Linked DNA regions of Mus musculus: regions 1, 2, 4 and 5 are each linked to region 3. Evidence: chromatin contacts called from public ChIA-PET, Hi-C and HiChIP or PLAC-seq data. All regions are on one chromosome and are shown on one strand. Each heading gives the region's core, a stretch centred on a gene start, on an enhancer-like site or on the middle of the called end of the contact. The rest is flanking DNA. Distances are from core to core; before and after follow the strand shown.

Region 1 (2,700 bases), core at 60-2,559, 700 kb before region 3:
TTCTAATGCAAGAGGGAAGAAATAAAGAACAAGTGAAAAAACGATGAGGCATTTCTCAAGAGAAAGAGTGAACGGGGAAATAAGAGAAGCTCGCTGATTGTCTCCAAACAAGACACATTCTGTCCTAAAGGGAAGCTGCTTAAGACGAAGTAACGAAACAAGACTCAGAAAAATAAACAACTCCCAAGAGTCGACAGGCCCCTGTCCAAGGTTCTAAAGCAGTAAGGACGGCAGCTTTCCCAGGGCTTCCCCTGAGCTGGGTGGACTTTTCAGGGACGCAGCTTGAGCCACACAGGCTCTATCTGTCAGTAAGCCCTCTCCCACAGATACCCTTGTAAACCCGGGCTTCACCAAAGCGGACTTGGGTGGAATCCCTACTTTGCTCTGTCACGAATGCCCTGTCTAGGGTGAGCAGATATTGATCGATTTGGACCTCTGAAGGAAAAGTCTCACAACATAAAAGTTAAAGATCCTTCAACTCAGTGGCATGCATTCGACCCAACATTGGGAAAAAAAAAATCACAGCAAAATTCATAAAGACGATGTCCGGGTGTGTGAGGTCTGGGGTTCTGTTTGTCTGGTACATACAGCTGAATTCTGTAAGCATCTGAAGAAACTCTGGCGACAGGATCATATGTATGTGTATGGCTAGTGGTTACTATATATATTACATATGTGTGTGTGTGTATACACACGTATACATACACACACACACACACACACACACACACACATATATATATATTAGAAATAGTTTCTCCGTGTGAGCATCTGACAGTCAATCGCTGACGACAGGGGGCAGGTAGGCAGGAAAACTTTCGTACTTTTGGAGAAAGTGGCTAAAGGTGTCGCGATGAGACGCGACAGCTCAGAACTCCAGCCCGGGAGGACTCGGGCCGGGGGCGTGGGACACGGGACACAGCGGCAGGACTCATCCCTCAGCCCCGTGAAGAGGCCGAGCCTCGCTCCCCACCGCGCACCAACCCCGCGCCACCCGCCGGAGCCGCACTGCCCGGTCTCCCTCCTCTCGCCCCGCACCGCCAGTTCCCGTCCCCGCCTCCGGGATGCCCGGCCCTTGGGGCCGGCGGGGCTGCTCGAGGCCGCGGGGATGTGGGGCTGAGGCGTCCCCGCCTCCTCACGCAGGACTGTGGGAGCGAGAGGGAGGGCACAGGCGACACCCAGAACCCCGCCATCAGGCCCCGGCGGGCGGGCGGGCAGGTGAAGGTACCTGCGCAGGCCGGCGAAGAGCGAGCGGCCCCACAGCCTCCGCCTCAGCGATCTACCTCAGGCGGTTGCGTGCTGGGTCGCTAGCCGCAGGCCGCAAAACCCGCCTAAGAACCTCAAGCGGAGGGCCGGGAGCGCGCGGCCGCGGGAGCCAATCAGAGCACGGGAACCGCCGAGGGCGGGGCCTGCGCTATCGCCCCGCCCCGCCCCTCGCTGACCGGGTCGCCTCCGCCTTCTGCCGTTATTCCGCTCCAGCTCTCTGTATCTTGATGCGGTCGCGCTTTCCCTCGAACGCTGGCTGTGCGGAGCGGTTGAGGAGCCCCGGACAGGACGAGGGGACTGGGCTGCCCTGAAGGACCAGGGCTGCTTGCCGTTCCCCCTCCCTGCCTCTCTGCTCGCGCCTTGGACCTGGGTGCTTCTTCCCTTGTGCACAAGTGTGTAAGAGGAGAAAGAGCCCACGCATGCTAGCTCAAAAGGTGTGAAATAAAGTGGCCTTTAGTGAGCAAAGGGCAACGTTCTTCCATTCACAGCCCTAAATGCTCCTTTTGTCATGCCCGTGCCTTCCTGAGACTCCTGGGATATAGCTGGTGCATAATCAACGCTTGCCAGTCCCACCCCTCCAATTCAGAATCTGCTTTATATATATAGTATGAGAGCACCATACAGTTCTGACTTGTTATCAAACTCAAGTAGACTAGTAACTGAACTGGTAATTAAGACTCTCTGTGGAATTTTGGGTTGGTCCATACATCCAGAGATTAACAGACAACATGAGTTGGGTTGTGGAATCTTCCCCCTTTTAGCTACCTGTACTCAGTGTTTTGTAGAACTTCCTTAAAATGTGACTGAGTAGATAAAACCAAGGTCATGGTAATGTTAATGGCTTAGACAAAAGTGTTACCAGCCCATTAGATCTTCAACCTCTCTCAGGCTATCAATTCACCTATAAAATCTCTAACAAGAAACACTGAGTCAGGAACTTAAGGAAACTGATGCTACGTGATGCTGAAGTACACTGAAAAGGTATGTTTCCATAATAATGTAAAAAATATTCTAAACATACATACAATGAGCCCTTTGAGTAGGAGCTAATTCGACTGTTGTTAAGATCTCAGGTTCAGGGATAGAGAGACAGCTCTATGGTTAAAAGTACTTGCTGCTCAAATTCCTAGCACACATGTGGCAGCTCACAACCACCTGTAACTACAGTTCTAGGGTATCCAACATCATCTTCTGGCCTTTGCTGACATAAGGCACACATGTAGCACACATGCATACATGCAAACAAGACACTCATAAGCATTCAATTTTTAAAAATGAAAATGAGTAAACATCTCAGGTCCATTAGCAAATGGCACAACAGAAAGTACCTTAAGTAAGGAACCCAAATAGAATTCAGTTCTTTGTTTGTTTGTTTGTTTGTTTTTTGAGACAGGGTTACTCTGAATAGCCCTGGCTGTCCTGGAACTCACTTTG
Region 2 (2,700 bases), core at 139-2,638, 620 kb before region 3:
ATAGTTGGAGGTTATTCTCGTGTCTCCTGTCTCTCAGGTGCCCTTTCAAGAACATGACCAGCTTTTGGTCACAACTTCACCTACCTCACCTACTGTTTCATTTTCTCTTCTTCCAGTCATACTATTTATGCCGCTCTACGCAAACCTTCACACTTTTGTATGTCTGGCCAACTGTCCTTGGTGCCAACAACCCGGTCTGTTTCCAAGGTGCATTGACTTTGAGTCTAGCTTTACCATTGATCATTAAGGCTCCTGCGAACCTAGTAAAACAGCACCCTTAAATCTGATCCAACTTCTAGACACATAAAAGAACTCAATTAATTAATGGGTTTCATTAATTTACACGTTTCTCTCAAGTACAAAGCATCCAGGTTTTAAGAATCAGAGAGCAAGCATCTGGCAAGGTTACCCGCCCCCCCCCATTCCTTGCTATCTGTAGAGTCAGAAGCGCATCCCCCAATAATTATGCTCAAGTTTTCTTTTTTATTTATTTATTATTGGATATTTTCTTTATATACATTTCAAATGCTATCCCGAAAGTTCCCTATGCCCTCCCTCCACCCTGCTCCCCTACCCACCCACTCCTGCTTCTTAGCCCTGACATTCCCCCGTACTGGAGCATATAAAGTTTTATGCTCAAGTTTTCGAGGAGGCTGTCTTACACATTGCACGCTTAGAAGCTGACTCAACCTCGGTGAGTAGGTTAGGTATTATCCCAAGACTCCCAGCCGCCTAAAGCCTCAGAGCCTGGCTAACCCGGGGGCGCGCATCGCGGCCTCGTGACGTCAGAGACCCGCTCTTCCTCGAGGCCGAGCTTTTGTCTCATTGTCCCACAGTAGAACCCACCCACGACGGCGAAGGAAGCGTGCAAGCAGAGCGGTGCCCGGTGTTTTAGCTAGTGTCCACCGCACCGGGACCCAGGTGGTGCAAGCTTCCAGCCGCCGCGTCCGCCCGACTTGGTAGCGCCCTGGAGACCGCATGGCTAGGGGGAAGGCGCCAGGGCCCTGCAGCGGGAGCCTGCATAGACCCTGGGGCGACACGCTTGCGAGTTGCGCCCCCCCCCACCTCCCCCCGCGAAGGCCCCTAAGGCGCTGGAAGCCAGCTTCCAGGCCGTCCCCAGTCCCCGCGGTCCGCAGGAGCCCGGGGGCGTGGCCTGGGCGCGAAGCCCCGCCCCACCTTGGCCAGCCCCGCCCCGCCCCACGGCCTGCTGGACTAGCCGGGTCTCCGTCCGCCGTCCTCTTCCTCCTGCGCAGCAGCCACGGCGGCGGCCCGCTCTCAGGTCACGGAAGGAGGCTTGGTGGGCGGCGGCGTACGTAGCTGGCGGGCTCTGAGGCGCGCTCAGCGCGTCCCTGTGTTCGCGGGTCGCGGAAGTGACGTACGGCACCCCGGCAGAAGCGCGTTTGAATCGGTTCCCGGGTTACTTCCCGGCCGCTGCCCACAGTCGGTGCTGCGCGGCCCGCTGAGGCTCGGAGCCGCGGCGGCTGGAGCCGAGGGCACGCGCGGGGTCGGTGTCTCCGGGAAGCGCGCCCGAGAGCCGCAGGGCCTTCTCTTTTTTTCTCCCTCAACATGGCAGCGGAGGGCGCCAGCGATCCCGCCGGCCTCTCGGAGGGATCTGGGAGAGATGGCGCCGTCGACGGCTGTAGGACGGTGTACTTGTTTGACCGGCGCGGGAAGGACTCGGAGCTAGGGGATCGCGCACTGCAGGTCTCGGAGCACGCGGACTACGCGGGGTTCCGCGCTTCTGTGTGTCAGGTACGTCCCGGGGCGCTGGAGGGATGCTCGCGAGGAGGTGAGGGTAGGTGGCCTGAAGCCTGGGTGGGTCACCGCCATAAACTTGTCAGATGGCCGGGATCTTGCGGCCTTGGCCTCTGCCGGGTGCCCACGTTGCGGATGATCCCTGGTTGGATGTCCCGGCCGGCCTGGCTTTGGCCAAGAAGGATGGGATCACGCCCCTCCGTGGGCCCGTGCTGGTCTAGCGTTCGGGACTTCCAAGTTAGTGGGCGCTTATAGGTTTAGTTACTGCTTTATGGTTGCAGAGTAGTTAGTGCATCCTCCTGTCGGAGAAGCACCTGTGTTTGTCCTAGTTTGTAACTTCAGAAGATGCAGAGTTGCATCCACTGGACAGTCAGTGTTGCGAGGGTTGCGCTGTTTGGTGGTGGTGGGGGGGTGAGATTCCAGGAGTCCGGGTACCTCAGGTTCAGGGAGGTGATGGAGGGAGTCTTTTACCGGCTTGTCTTGTCAGAAAGGTTTGCCTGGTCCGTCCCAGCAGGATTCTTCTACAGAGTAATACTAAGTTAGGTTAGTATTAGGAGCTGTCCTGGTTCTCTGAGCTCCAACTTCCTTGGGAGTTCCTGAACTAGCTCTAAGTGACCATGCGGACAACAAAGAACGAGTATACCTGCTTGGGGGGAAAAAAAAAAGAATGACTACGTAGCAAGACGTGCTTTATACTGTGAGATGCTTTATAGGTTGTTGTTGTTCTTACTGTTGCCTGAGCTTGAGTATGTTGGGGGAGGGGTATTGCGGGGTTTTGTTTTGAGGTCTTGCTGTGTAGCTCAGGCTAGCCTAGAAGTCTCTGTTGACCAGGTTGGCCTCGAACTTTATCCGCCTTTGCTGTCCAGTGTTGGTAGTCACAGACCCAAGTGCCACCGTTCTGGGCTCTGAACTTTTAAAAGAAGAATATGGCAATAAAACAGTGTT
Region 3 (2,700 bases), core at 1-2,500:
AGGTCACAAAACCAGAACAGCCACAAAGCCGAAACTGGAGACAGACACCGGCGGTGACGTCGCTGCTCAGCTTATTTACGTTTGGGGTTTTTCCCCCCCTCTATGGGGAAAGTCTTCTGTGACATGTGACAGTTGCTTTTCTTTGCTTTTTTTTTTTTTTTTTTTTTTTTTTTTTTTAAACAACCGGGCATAGGTGAAAACTAGACCCAGAAGTGCGGGCGTGCGCGTCTCGAAGTCAGCCATAACAGCATCTGGCTTGTATTTGGGGAGGGGACGATTCTCGATTCTTCGTTCAACTCTTTGGAGCTCCCCTCTCAAGCAAAATAAACCAATAGGAATGAGTGTTTATTTAATGGCTAGTTTCTGTTTGAAATACTGAAGGGTGTCCTCTGGTGGGATATTAGCACACAAAGTAGACACTGTTTACTGAAACAGATGAGCAGTCCCGGCGTAGTCCCCCATCTTTTTAAAAAGGCGCGTGGGGGTGGGGGAGTCGCAGTGGGGCACACGCGCGCTCTGGCCGTCCCCCTAGCCCAGACGTTTAAAGAGCATGTGAGCATGACAAGTGTCTATTCGCAACGTGTTAGATTTCGAAACTGCCTTGCAATCCAATCCGGAACTCAGAGCTTTAGCCCGGGGGAATAGACATTTGCCCACGGTGACTATGTCTGCCTCCCCCCACCCCCACTGTCGCTGTTGGCAGAAGAGTCCACGAGGAGGAGGGTGCGCTGTGCCGCGCCCGCGTGTCAATGGCAGCTGCGCCTTCTGGAAGAAGTTGATTCTTGTCTGGAATACTTTTCCTTCGGTGCCCCACCCCTTGAATCAGAAGCTGCTGCCTCCGGCGGCTGGAGCAGAGACAGTGAAGTTTGGGGCAGCTGTCAAAAACAAGGATGGGGGTGTCTTTTCTTCTCTGGGGTGGACAGAGGAGATGTCCTTAAACCTCTCTCCATCCTTTACAAACTAAATGCACTCTTCGCTAGCCCGGGGAGGAAAGGCCCCAAAAGAGAAACCAGTGTGGCCGCTGAGAGCTGAGGGATGGAGATGGTGCTCTCGCCACGGGCAGGCAGGCATGACCCTGCTTCTGGGTTCCGCCAGCGCGTAGAGGGACGGGTGATCTCGGCCCCCAGGCCCAGGGTTGTGGAGCTGGAAGGTGCGGGGGAGGGGCAGAGGAGCGCGGCGGGGCGGGCGGGGGACGGGGCGGGCGGTTGGGGGCGGAGGCAGGACCTCCTGTACCTTCCCTCTGCTCTCTCACTCTGACAGCGCCGAGGTGCGCCGAGTGGAGCGGGAAACAAAGGAGCTGAGTAGGGAGGGAGGGAATTGGGCCAGGGAGAACCCCCGGCTGGCTGCCAGAAGATCCCGACTGGAGGAAGCCCAAGTGTCACTTGAATTCCAACCCAGAAGCCAGCGCCTGAGACCGGAGCACCTTGTTTAGCAATAGTGGTTGGAACACTCTCTTGTAAGTTACCGGAGCACTAGTATAGGAGGAGGATCATCGACTACCCTCCCGCCACTCCACGGCTGCTGGCTCCTAGAAACCCCAGCTTCACCTCTCACTGGGACTCGAGTTCCAGAATGAAAAGCAAGAAGGGTAAGGTGGCGGCGGGCTGTGAGCGCCCGGGGCACCAGTGCGGGACATGTGCGGGCCGCGCCGGATCGGGAGAACACTGACTTGATGGGACTTTTCGGACCAGTGGCTCCCCGGCTGGATTGGTGGCTGTTCTCTTTGTTGAGGCTGTGTCTCTGATGGCAGTTGGTGTTCTTTTCCTTCTAGACACAACCCGAGGGGCTGTTGTGGGGAGGCTGAGCCGCGCCACGCTGTTGGCACGTTGTCAAGAACCACGCTCAGCGCCTTGTTTGTACGCCTCCAAGTTTCATTGTCTTCCTGACACCCCATGCTCGGCCCAGGCGCCGCGTGGTTTCTAGTGCCGTTTCTGGGGCAGGGCTTTGCGGTTGATGTTCTAGGAGACCCTGGCACCTCGCTTTTCCCTGTGGGGGGTCCTTGGCGAATTCCAGTCGCCTTACCTTTTGTCTAAAAGTTTGTAGTTCCGGGTGTTCTCTCACTCCTCGCCGGATCCTGGCAATGTTTTTTTTTTTTTTTTTTTTAAAGAGATGTGTTTTTCACTATCAAAGGAATGTGATCCGGGACCCCCACACATATCGCCCTAGGGCGAGCATAGCTTTGGAAAGATGGACTTTAAAATTTTTACTAGTTTCTGAAAGTTTTCCCACGATGAATTTAGGACCGCGTGTGCTGTTAGAACACAAGTACCATGCAGTCGAAAACTGTCCAAGTGTGACAAGCAGGCTTGGTTGTAAGTGCAAAAAGCGAGGCTGTCATTGTTTCCACCAAAGCTTTACAACTAAAACTTGCCGTCAGTCTGGTTTAAAAACAAAACACACTGGGGAGGAAGGGGGGAAAAAAAAAACCCAAAAGGTCAAAGACTGTGAAGTCCCTTTTGAAGCTAACTTTGGAGTCCCTGACTGGGAGGTCCCTCGAGTGTTCCAGTCGTGGACTGGAGTTGGCTTTTTTTGTTGTGATTTATGTGGAGTGGTTCAAAACAGAAGTTAATCGCTTGGAGAAGCGGGCGGGGGGAAGGGGGCGCTGGTGCGCATGCCCGGGAGCTTCCTCGAGTTTGTTACTCCACATTCTTTCAGACCTAGACCGCGACTGCAGTTCCAACGGAACACGGTTATAGCAGC
Region 4 (2,700 bases), core at 83-2,582, 680 kb before region 3:
TTGCTAGGTCAAAACTTCAAGATTTATAATCTGTTTGAGCCACACTCCAGTAACTAGGTTTTACAGAACATTTTTATCTTCACTTAAGATATGTTTTGCATTTCTGGATATAGCTTTATTATAATGTAGTGGAAACCTTAAGAGAAAACCGAATAAAAAATAAATTAAAGGCTCGTCTAATAGCATTTATAGTCAAATTTCTTATGCAACTGACTGCAGAATAGTGTTTGTTTCTTAAAGACAGAGAGTCACTAGGTTGCCCTGGTGTATGCCAGGTCCATCAAACTGGCCTCAAATTCAAGACTCTCTCGGGTGTGGACCCTGCCCCACATACAAACTAAAGTCATTGAATTCACTGAGCCTCAAAATTATCTCTTTAGTTTTTGGAGTTGTTTGTACGTGTGGGTTTTGTTTGGGGTGGTTTTGCTTGGGTTTGTTGGTTGTTTTGTTTTGATATAGTGTCTATGTTGCTCTAGCTGTCCCGGATCTCACTAGGTAAACCAGGATGGTCAGAGATTCCCCCACAACCTACCCCCACCCCACCCCCGCTTCCAGAGCGTGGAAATTAAAGGTGTGTACCACAACGCCCGACTAAAACGATCATTTTTATGTTCTAATGCCATTAGTTTCAAGAAGTAAATGAACTGCCGCTTACAGAGTCTGAAATATAATGCCTGCTAATATATCTGCTGACTACTATTTGGTGATGGAGATCTTCGTGATACCTGAGATTTTGGTTTCCCAGTAGAGACGTAAAGTGAGGAGTCACTGTGACCGCTAGGGAACCTCAAACTCAAAAAAGGACTGCTTAGCTCAAAACTAGCTAACGGCACAATAATGCCGAGAGCCAGGAATCTACACTTTAGCCCAGGGACAGGCCACCACCATCCGGGAACTAGTAACGCCTGCTTGTTGTTCCGAGGCTGGGCGGCGGGAATCCAGAGCACTTGAGGAAGCCTGATGTTAAATATCCCTCAGGCTCGTCCACCGCCACACTCGACAGCCTCTCCTAACGTCAGGAACCTCACGCCGCCTCATAGGCTTGGGTCCTGGCCTCCATCCTATCGGAGACAAACCCGCGCTTTCTACTTCCAGGACGCAGCCATATTGCTGTACGGAACTTGATTCCAGGAGGGCTCGGGCCGCTCCGCCCGGACAGCCCTACTCGTCCTAGATGCCAGCTTCCCGGACAGGGCGGGACTCCCTTCGGGTCACCGACGCTAACGACGACCTGGGAAGAGCCCAGAGCTCGCTTGGCCCCCGATGCGGACACTTCCGGCGACGAGGGCGGGCGCTGAGCGAGCGCGCATGCGTACTCGCCGTCGCAGTCCTGACGTCAGCGCGGGCGGAAACTTTAAAATTCAAACCGCCTTGGGTTGACGGAAGCGGACGCTCTGGTTTGGGCGGCTGTTTTCGTGTGCAGTCGTGCGGTTTACGGAAAGCTGGGCGCCGGGTCTCGTTGAGAAGCTGAGCGAAAGGTAACTGCTGAGATGGGATCAGCTCTGTGTTAAAATGGTCCGCGGCGCTGGAGCTGACTGTTGCGAGGGAGCTGGGGTGGGATCTGCCCGGCTCTGCAACGTTTGTAGCGGGAGAAGGCGATGCTAACAGGTGGGGACTGACAGGGGGAAAGCTGATTGGTGTGTTGTGTACCCGTGCTGATGCTGCAACTTAAAAGCCTGGTATGGACATGACTGGAAACCAGTGAAATCATGAGAGTAAAACTAGGTTGAACGCAAGCCACCAAAACAAGGAGGGGTGTGGCTCAGTGCTCAGCGCTCAGCCCAGCTTGCTAAAGGGTCTGACTCTCCACCCCTAGCTCAAGACAAAACAACAACAATAAAAATGCGATCTGTCTAACCCTCTGTGGAAGCTAGGGCCGAGTGCATAGTGTCTGATGCTGCAGAGATGAAGACAGACTCCAACGTAGACATTATTTTGATACTTGTTTTAAAAGCGGGAGCAGCCTGTGTTGTAAACCGGATTGTTTATCTTTGTTGAAAGGTGTTGCAGTAAATCTCCAACCCAAATAAGCCCAGGCAATGAAAACACAACTTAATTAATATGAATACATGCTGTGCGCCTACATTGGGCAGATCTATCACTACACTACCATCTTCCCCATATAAGAGACCCCTTAGAACTTCTCCAGGCCAGGTGCTTCTGCTCTACTTTCCTTCTCCTCAGTCGTCCCCTCTCCTTTTCTCCCAAAACTTTCAGCTCCATCTTCCCCTCTTTTTTCTGCCTCGTTTTTTTCTACTTGAAGTTGCGTAGGTGTTCTTTGTAAGAACTTCGGTTTACATGGACAAATAAATATAGCATACAAGGAAACGATTGTTGTACAGAAACAAACTTAGTTGCTTTCCTACTAGAGGATAAAGATAATAATTGTTGCTCGTTGAATTGCTTGAGTCTGGAACATTTTCCTAACGCTGAAATCCTGAATTAGGTTTCGAGAATGAAGCGCAGTTCAGTTTCCACCTGTGGTGCTGGCCGCCTCTCTATGCAGGAGTTAAGGACCCTGGACCTCAATAAGCCAGGCCTTTATACCCCTCAAACGTAAGTGCCTCCCCTGTGCTTCTCAGCTGCTTACTTTACTGTCTAGAGAAAAAAAAAAAGTGCCAGAAATGGTTAGTACAAAAGTGTAAGTGATGTCTTGGTGACTCCTGTCTCCTCCCAGTAGTACTGGATTAGGGGGAGGGG
Region 5 (2,700 bases), core at 91-2,590, 750 kb before region 3:
GATCCCAGTTCTTGCAAAGCAAGCACTTTTTACACACCCAGCTATCACCCCACCATTCCTTAGTCTTTAGAAAGGTGTATGGTACCATCAACAAGAGCTGCTGAACGTGGTCAACCTAGTTAGAAATCCCACCATCCCATTTCTCAGCTACCTTGTCAGGGGACTTGCTGACGTCGTTTAATCTTCTTTGTATAGTAGGTCATAAATACTGATTTCTAACTGAATTGCAAATTTTCAATATATGTGCATGGTACTGTCTGATTCTCAATAAACTTATAGGCAGGCTAATGATATTTAACTTTGAGTGCAAAAGGTAACTTCAGTTTTTTTGTTTGTTTGTTTTTGGTTTTTTGAGACAGATGTGCTGTTGTACAAATTTTATTTGTTTTTTGAGACAGGGTTTCTCTGTGTAGCCCTGGCTACCTGAAGCTCACTCTGTAGACCAGGCTGGCTTCGAATTCAGAAATTCGCCTGCCTCTGCCTCCCGAGTGCTGGGATTAAAGGCATGCGCCACCACACCCGGCTAACTTCAATTTTAGGAAGTGTTTATTGCTGGGCAGTGGTGGCGCACAGGAAAAGAAGTGTTTATTTGGGTAGGCGGGGTGGTTAAAACAGTTGTGTTGATTTTTTTTTTTTTTTTTTTCCTGTTTATTTTGTAGCTTAGCCATCGGATAGTCTCTGGCTATCCTGTAACCCACTATGTAAATTAGGTTGGTTCTGCCTCCCAAGTGCTGGAATGTGCCACCAAAATTATAGGAAGGGGGCACCTGGATTTGAACCAGGGACCTCTTGATCTGCAGTCAAATGCTCTACCACTGAGCTATACCCCCGGTGGCTACTGCCACCTTACTCTACCTTTGTGAACACTCTAGACCTCGGGCTGAGGCTGACCAGAGAGTCCCTAGCCATTCGAAATAGACCTCCCAGTTATGAGCAAGGTGTGCGGGTCAGCAAGCAGTGCGTCCTATGACGCCTGACCAACGATTTTTCTGGGCTAGATGACTTTGGACTCTTGGGGATGATGGGTGACGGTCCTGTCCACCACCACTAGTGACTTAAACCTGGTTAAGACTGTCCAGGTTCCACGTCTAGTCTTCCCGGGTCTTCCTGTCCCTGGGCGGCTAGCGGAGATTGGTGAGCAGTAAGTAAACTCTGTGCTTTTGCCACTCGCGGAAAGCCAGGATTTTAGCCCGGAGGCCAACGAGCCCTAAGCTCGGGCCACCGCATGTGCTGGACGCCAAGGCGGTGACGCACTCTGTCGGCGACGCGGGGGAGCCCACAGCCTGCACTACCCCAAAACCGGGCAAAGGGCACGGCGGTGGCTACGTCACACGTGTGCGACAGCACCTGCTCCGGACGTCAGGCTCTCTAAGGACGACGTGGTTCTTCCTTGTGAGGTTGAGGCGCCCGAGAGGCGATCAGAGCTCAGAGCCGATTCATTCCTGCTTGACTTTGGGTCGGTGCCTCGTGAGCGAGCTCATTTCCCGGGGTTGCGGGTCCTTGCCTGGGGACACGCGAGTTGGAGAGCGCGTGCACCGGTCGTTCCCTTCCCGTGCTGCCCGCGTCCGGATCGTCGGGACCCGGTTGTCTCTAGTATGTGGAAAGGCTCGGGCTGGGAACTTCGAGGGAGGAGTTACCCCCTCGAGATCCGGAGGACCAGAGCGGAGAGCAGGGCCACTGAGACCCTACAGGATATGACTCCGAGGATCGCGTGCTGGACACGAGTGGCTACCGAGCCCGGAGAGCTTCGCGCTGCCTCCTCCTGGTCCCTTTCCAGAGGACTCTTTTCAGTCGGGGATGCTTATTAAAGCTCTGGCGGGAAAGAGAGAATCACAATTAAAGAAATTAGTCCTACTCTGCAACGTCGGACACTTTAATAGTAACTGGGGAGCGATTGCGTTCAGGGAGATCGAGGACAAGTATCCTGGCCAGATCCTGACATGTTTTCCCGGTAAGAGTTCTCTGCGGAGGCCACCTTTGGAGGACTCTGTATATTGATGGAAGAGGGAACGCCGGAACCTATCCCAAAAGTATTGTCATGGGAATTAGGTGTGTGTGGGTTCCAGGAAGGGCGAGGACGGACGGCGCACTACCACAGTCCGATGAATGTTCTCATCACCGACCTTTGGAGTTTTTCAGCATGTTGGATTTTTAAACATGTTCAGGTACTGATAATTTTAGAAGGAAACAGAATTTACATTTGATATTTGCCACTCCCTTATCTAAAATGAAGATTATGCCAGTTTACTAGCAGAATGGTATGGACTCGCTAAACAGAGACGTACCTGTTTGTTCCCCACAGCTCTGAAGCGTATGGGTATTGATCTTAGGATGTTGAACTGTTTGGGGGTACATTTTGTAGTACCATTGTAATAATACCATATTTTTTTGTTTTTAATATTTGGGGAGTGGGCCCTGAATGAGAACTTGCAAACAGTGTGGAGGTCAGAGGGTAACTCTCCCAGAGTCTCTTCTGCCACCTGGGATCCTGGAATAAATTCGGGTTACCAGGCTTGCCTTCGTGTCTACTGGCTGAGCCATCTCGCAGGCCCTGTGGCAGTATTTTAATAATGATACTTAATAAGGAATGTTACTGGAAATCCATTATCGCATACATATTTGTATTAGGGTTAGGGATGTAACTTAGTAGTAGAAGGCTTGCCTAGACTGCACCAAAAGCCCTGCATTCCTTTCCTCAGG

Evidence for each region. A called contact is a pair of places that touch in the nucleus more often than the background predicts. ChIA-PET counts read pairs in DNA pulled down with a chosen protein or histone mark. HiChIP or PLAC-seq counts read pairs in DNA pulled down with a chosen protein or histone mark.
Region 1: a contact with region 3 is called in an RNA polymerase II ChIA-PET map of memory CD8 T cells, with 16 read pairs. The contact joins the promoter of Spdya here to the promoter of Tgif1 in region 3. A contact is called at or near these places in 2 of 115 datasets of contacts at active chromatin or transcription factors (large pre-B cells and memory CD8 T cells).
Region 2: a contact with region 3 is called in a Hi-C map of Th1 cells, with 6 times the contacts expected there. The contact joins the promoter of Smchd1 here to the promoter of Tgif1 in region 3. A contact is called at or near these places in 1 of 39 promoter capture datasets (pre-B cells), 10 of 484 Hi-C or Micro-C datasets (CD4 T cells, CD8 T cells, LSK cells and 4 more), 12 of 115 datasets of contacts at active chromatin or transcription factors (acute myeloid leukemia, astrocytes, bone marrow-derived dendritic cells and 9 more) and 1 of 9 other capture datasets (liver).
Region 4: an RNA polymerase II ChIA-PET map of memory CD8 T cells shows a contact between it and region 3, with 35 read pairs. The contact joins the promoter of Ndc80 here to the promoter of Tgif1 in region 3. A contact is called at or near these places in 2 of 39 promoter capture datasets (hematopoietic stem and progenitor cells and pre-B cells), 4 of 484 Hi-C or Micro-C datasets (B cells, CD4 T cells, erythroblasts and 1 more), 9 of 115 datasets of contacts at active chromatin or transcription factors (the 230-238 cell line, bone marrow-derived dendritic cells, bone marrow-derived macrophages and 6 more) and 2 of 9 other capture datasets (liver and macrophages).
Region 5: a contact with region 3 is called in an H3K27ac HiChIP or PLAC-seq map of microglia, with 8 times the contacts expected there. The contact joins the promoter of Trmt61b here to the promoter of Tgif1 in region 3. A contact is called at or near these places in 1 of 39 promoter capture datasets (the HPC-7 cell line) and 3 of 115 datasets of contacts at active chromatin or transcription factors (effector CD8 T cells, microglia and pancreatic cancer cells).

The regions. Positions count from the first base shown.
Region 1 is chr17:71,550,670-71,553,369 of GRCm38.p6, reverse strand. Spdya (speedy/RINGO cell cycle regulator family, member A) reads right to left here and starts at 1,309. Exons shown (of 7, transcript NM_029254.1): 1 at 1,229-1,309.
Region 2 is chr17:71,474,031-71,476,730 of GRCm38.p6, reverse strand. Smchd1 (SMC hinge domain containing 1) reads left to right here and starts at 1,388. Exons shown (of 48, transcript NM_028887.4): 1 at 1,388-1,752. The coding sequence starts at 1,567.
Region 3 is chr17:70,849,760-70,852,459 of GRCm38.p6, reverse strand. It overlaps Tgif1 (TGFB-induced factor homeobox 1), which reads left to right and starts at 1,250. Exons shown (of 3, transcript NM_009372.3): 1 at 1,250-1,588. The coding sequence starts at 1,573.
Region 4 is chr17:71,525,489-71,528,188 of GRCm38.p6, reverse strand. It overlaps Ndc80 (NDC80 kinetochore complex component), which reads left to right and starts at 1,332. Exons shown (of 17, transcript NM_023294.2): 1 at 1,332-1,478; 2 at 2,447-2,556. The coding sequence starts at 2,456. It also overlaps a transcript of Spdya not described here.
Region 5 is chr17:71,597,401-71,600,100 of GRCm38.p6, reverse strand. It overlaps Trmt61b (tRNA methyltransferase 61B), which reads left to right and starts at 1,340. Exons shown (of 6, transcript NR_027952.1): 1 at 1,340-2,165. n-TCgca52 (a tRNA gene) reads right to left here and starts at 830; the gene lies at 759-830.